Linked DNA regions of Mus musculus: region 1 is linked to region 2. The links are chromatin contacts, called in public promoter capture Hi-C maps. All regions are on one chromosome and are shown on one strand. The core of a region is the stretch at or near the end of the contact, and the rest is flanking DNA. Distances in the headings are between cores, read along the strand shown.

The links. Capture Hi-C pulls out chosen DNA fragments and counts their contacts.
Region 1: a promoter capture Hi-C map of pancreatic islet shows a contact between it and region 2. The contact joins two enhancer-like sites. A contact is called at or near these places in 4 of 39 promoter capture datasets (hippocampal neurons, liver and pre-B cells), 3 of 15 datasets of contacts at CTCF or cohesin (the NIH/3T3 cell line, large pre-B cells and pro-B cells), 36 of 484 Hi-C or Micro-C datasets (B cells, the Ba/F3 cell line, the C10 cell line and 25 more) and 4 of 9 other capture datasets (adipose tissue, embryonic stem cells, liver and 1 more).

What each region holds. Positions count from the first base shown.
Region 1 is chr16:94,450,587-94,453,286 of GRCm38.p6, reverse strand. It overlaps Ttc3 (tetratricopeptide repeat domain 3), which reads right to left. Exons shown (of 46, transcript NM_009441.2): 36 at 2,128-2,267; 37 at 255-323. Among named protein-coding and RNA genes, the nearest start is that of Gm23692, 23 kb to the right of the region's middle. Within about 2 kb of position 1,411, at least 31 of the 459 cell types and tissues checked have an H3K27ac peak or open chromatin away from gene starts, as enhancers often do. A contact at or near this core is called in pancreatic islet, where this site is marked.
Region 2 is chr16:94,271,339-94,274,214 of GRCm38.p6, reverse strand. The region is part of intron 2 of Hlcs (holocarboxylase synthetase (biotin- [propriony-Coenzyme A-carboxylase (ATP-hydrolysing)] ligase)); the gene reads left to right. Among named protein-coding and RNA genes, the nearest start is that of Hlcs, 18 kb to the left of the region's middle. Within about 2 kb of position 1,329, at least 2 of the 459 cell types and tissues checked have an H3K27ac peak or open chromatin away from gene starts, as enhancers often do. A contact at or near this core is called in pancreatic islet, where this site is marked.

The DNA of each region.
Region 1 (2,700 bases), core at 162-2,661, 180 kb before region 2:
GGTCTACAAAGGGAGTTCTAGGACAGCCAGGATTACACAGTTGAGACCCTACTTAAAACAAAACAAATAAACAAAAAAAGAGTCAATCAAAGTAGTTAAGTCTAGGCATTTTTATACTGACAATGGGAAATAAAGAGTAGAGACCTGAAATATATACATATTCAAGTCTTCAGAAGTGTCTAAGAGAAACAAATAAACAACAATATACTTAGAAGTCTAGTGAGACCGACTAAGAATAATTAAAGCTTAGTTGCCTGAATCCAAGGGACTGGTCCGGATGTGGTTCACATTCCTTATCGAATCCATCATTTTTCTGGGCAGGCCTGTAAAAGCAGTCACACACGCTTCATTACCTCTCAGGTTTTTTACTACAACTTCACACAGTAAACTGCACCCATGCTCACAGAAGCACCCTGTGAACTTAGACCATCCCTTTAGAGCAAGTTTTACTTATTGTTTCCATGAAACTACTTGTATGTAATCAAATGACATAATTCTGGTGATGCTGTCACATACTGTTAACCTTCAGGAGAACAGTTACATATAGGGCCACTGGCGATGACAGAAGCATGGTTCAGCCAGGCTCCCAGTCCAGATTGCTAGATCATCAGCAAACACAACAGCTGGTAAGTTCCTGAGCTTGGTGTCTTGCTACAGCAGCAGAAACTAAACTAAGGGATCGTATAGAAGTGTGCTGAACAGCAGGAGTTTAGGAATGGGTCACAGAGAGTCAGGGCTTGTTCTAGATTATTTTCTGTTGCTGTGTATGGAGGCTTGAGGCCCCCATAGACTCATTTGATTGTATGGTCACCAGGAAGTGGAACTATTTCAAAGAATCACAAGGGTTAAAAGGCATGGCCTTGAATAGGTGTGGCCTTGCTGGAGGAACTGCGTCACTGGAGGTAGGCTTTAAGGTTTTTGAAAACTCATGCCAGGCCCAGATGTCTCCTTTTCCTCCCATGGATCAGGATGCAGCTCTCAGTACTGCTCTCAGCACCCACCTCCCCGTGCTCCCCACCATGCTAACACTGGACCATGCCTCTGACACAGAAAGCACACCCCAATTAAACACTTTCTTTTGTAAGAGTTGCTGTGGTCAAGGTCTCTTCAGAGCAATACAACAGTGACTACAACACTGAGATATACGTCATAACTGAACCAAACTTAGGGCAAAGGGTTTGTGTCAGCTCCCACTTCTAAGTAGGAGGCCATCACAGAGGGAAGTCAAGGCAGGGCCTCAAGCATGAGCAGACAGACACACGGAGAGCTGCTTGCTGCCTCACTCTCCGGCTCACCACATCGCTGGCTCACACTGAGCTATAGATTTCTTACACAGTCCAGGCCCATGCACTTAGGGATGGTACCGCTCAGTACAGGGTGGGAAGGCAGTCACTAACCAAGACAATTCCTCATAGACATGGGACACAGGTCACTCTGATCTAAGCAATGGACAATACTCTGAGACTGCCTCAGATAAAGCCTCTGTGACAATTATGCCCAAGACCTGCAGTTACTAACAAACCCTGCATATCACAAGACCAAATGCTAACAATCTCAAGATTTATGGTTAATCATTACCCCTGAGCCTTCATGTTGGACACAACTTTACATGTAGACTTACCCCCTCTGTGGTCGGTAAAAAGAAAAGCTAACGTTCACAGTAACGCTCCCCCGAACAGCAGCTGGGCCTTTAAAGACTTGGTTTTAGGCTACTCTCACTTTTATGCAATTTACCTGAAAACATGCCAGCTCAGACAAATTTCTCGGTGAGAGAACTTTTCAACTAATGTTTTTTAAATGATATAAAACTACTGTGAAAGTAGTATCTACAAAGGTCTTTTAAAAATGATTTATTTATTCTTATTTTATGCGCACTGGTGTGTTGTCTGCAGTGTGAAGGTGTCAAATTGCTTGAAGCTGGGTTACAGACAGTTGTGAGCTGCCACATGGCTGCTGGGGACTGAACTTGGACCCTCAGGAGGAGCATCCAATGCTCTTAACACCGAGTCATCTCTCCAGCCCCTATAAAGGTCTATACTTATGAAATTCAACACGAAGAAGAAATGACAAGAATCAGAAACGTCAGGATATTAAAATAATGTCAGCCGTCTTTTAACTGTTACTTACATTTCACTGGTATTGATAACCTTTTTAATTTTTTTCTTCAGGGCTTTTAATCTTTCTTGGATTTCTTTTTTCTCTTGTTGCCACTTTTTAATCTCTCTGTCCAAATCTTGGAGGAACCAGTCTAATTCCGTCTTTGAGATCTAGAAGCATTTTAGAAAATATATGAATAATCATGGCAATACTTTCTAGAGAGGAAAAGAACCTGACGGTGTCTCAGCATACGCAGCAGCTCAAGTCCAGGGAGCGGCGTCCTCACAGCACAGCCACAGGCGACCACATGCACTCCCTGCAGGAAGGTACTCAGAAGAACTCTGTACCACACGCTTCAGCCTACACAGTTACCTACCTACAAGAAGCCTGCATATGTTTTAGCTGGCAAGCCCAGTAGGTTTTGTTTCTAGAAATACAAATAAGATGCCCGTGGCTGGCCATTAAAGGCATCTGGATTGACCACCTGCCTGAATTTCAGGCAGTGTGGCAGAGACACACCGGAGGCAATGCTGGTTCCCTTCCTGGAGGGCGAGGGTCAGCGCCACTCCCAGACCCCAGCTCCTTAAGTAACTGCTGGTTTTG
Region 2 (2,876 bases), core at 80-2,579:
CCCCTGTGGGGTGTCAGTGGATACTCCGGTATTCACTTTGATCGGAGCCCCTGCACTGCTTGGAGGAGTTTCCACGGTCCGAGGCTCCCGGACCTCGTTCTTAGAGAAAGGAAGTGCACTTAGGTGAGAAACTCGATCAGGGGTGTGTCTGTGTTGTTCCGTGGCCTTTTCCTGTCCTCGAACTTCCTTTGTTTCTTCAATGGTGTGTGGGGATTTAACCATTGGCTCCTCTGCCCTGGAGCAGGTGCTGTGTGCAGCCGTGGCCTCTCTCAGGAGCCAGGCCTACTTTGCTCTGCTCCTTTGCTTGGCTCCACTTACCTTCATCTGGAAAGCCCACCCCTGCATTAGTATCTCCTCTGAGCACAGCCCTGTCCCATTGCTGTGCACGTGCACGGCCCCAGCACACTGTCTGTTACACGCTTCAGCTGGCTGCCCGGCGTTCAAGTCAGCAGGGTTTTACATATTTTTATTTATTTATTTCTTCTTTCTCTCTCTCCTGTTTGTGTGTCTGCATGCACACACACTCACAAGAGCAGTTTTTGAAAACAAGGTCTCCCTCTGTAGCCCAAGAAAGCCTTGAACACAGGGCAATCCCCTGCCTCAGAGTGCCGAGTATTGGGATTTCAGACGTGAGCCATTGTGTCCAACTAAGACGTCAGTTTTGAAGCATGGAACTGAACACTGCTCAGCTTGACCGGAGGGCACTGTGCATGGGCTCCATGTGTGATGAGGTCGGGGGAGGCTCTGAGTTTGCCTAGAAGAAGATCCTTCGGTTTCTCTTTCTGTGTGTGTTCTGTCAGTTTCTGACCACAGGGTCCTGTATTTATCACTGTTCCTCCTCAAAGGTTTATTTATTTATATGCGCACACTGTAGCTGTCTTCAGACACACCGGAAGAGGGCATCAGATCTCATCACAGATGGTTGTGAGCCACCATGTGGTTGCTGGGAATTGAACTCAGGACCTCTGGAAGAGCAGTCAGTGCTTTTAACTGCTGAGCCATCTCTCAGCCCCGACTCCTTACTTTATGTACCTGATATGTTTTGTAAAACCGTTGGCATAATGTGGCTGGAGAGGGTGCCTTAGTGGGTCCATGCTGAGGCAGCCCTTCCTGAGGTACCCCACACAGGTCTAGGATAAAATGAAGTTTATTTTGGGGCGTGAGAAGCAGGGGGAGAAGGGAGTGTGGGAAAGAAAGGGACAGGGAGGGACGGAAAGAGAAAGGAGAGTGAAGAAGGGAACAGGCCAGCTGGGATCCTGTGGAGAGGGCCGTGGAGAGGACAGGAGAGAGAGAGAGTCCAGAGAGAGGGAAAGGGGTCAGAGAGAGAGGCCAGGGAGGCCAAGCAATCCTTTTATAGCAAGCCAGGCTTGTACCTGGCTGTTGCTAAGTAACTGTTGGGCCGCACCTAGAAGAAATGCTAACACCACCTCTGTGTTTTGTGCGTGAGAAATTGCTCTGAGGACGAGACATTTTGGGATAATCACCTGGCTCTTTAAGGAGCCTCCGATTTAAATCTTCCATGGAGCCGATCTTGTCAGTTCAAGACCAGTGAAGCTCAGATCAGTCAGCCCCAGGGTTCAAGTGCAGTCTCTTGCTGACTGACGAGGTTGTCTTAGAAGAGTGTGGAGACTAGCCAACGGCTTCGTTCTTCATGGGAAGATTGGAGTCGGGGATTGCAGAGATGGCTCCGTGGTTAAAAGCTCTTGGTGCTCCAGCACAGGGTGGAAGTTGGGCTCACAGCACCTAAGTAGGGCAGCGTACAACCACTTGTAACTTCAGCTCCAGGGAGCTCTGATACTCTCTTCTGCTCTCTGCAGGCAGCAGTGCACATACACATATACACACACAGATCTTTTGAAAAGTTGCTAGGCAATTTACATGTTGTAAGACTCATCCTTCTACTGTGTACAAGCCAGTTAAACAGTTTCTGGTGCATGCCCAGCATTTTACAGTTATCAATCCTCCCCTCAGAAACTGTCTTCCCTTCAGCTGTCACAATTGTTCCCATCACTAGTCTATGTTCTGCTTGTGGATCTATCTACTTTAGATATGCTGCATACATATACATACATATCATACATACATATAGTACATACATACAGATCATACATGCATATCATACATGCATACATATACATACAGATCATACCTACCACCATATCATACCATACATATATACATATATATACACATATATATCATAGATATATATGTATCATACATACATGCATACATATAATACATGCATGCATACACACAATACACACATATCACACATACATAACATATACACATGAATATATATACCTATATATACATACATATCATAGATACATATGTATCATACAAACATACAATACATACATATCATACATACATATGCATAATACACACATACATACCATACACACATACATATACATACATATAGATACATACACATACATATCATACATACATATAGTACATACATACATATCATACATACATATCATACATGCATACATATACATACATATCATACCTACCATCATATCATACCATACATACATATATATATACATATACATACATATCATAGATATATGTATCATACATACATGCATACATATAATACATGCATGCATACATACAATACATACATATCACACATACATACCATATACACATGAATATATATCTATATATACATACATATCATAGATACATATGTATCATTCATGCATACATACATACAATACATACATATCATACATACATATACACAATACATACATACATACTATACACACATACATATACATACATATCATATATATATACACATACATATCATACATATATGCATATACATTCATACATATCATAATCCATCC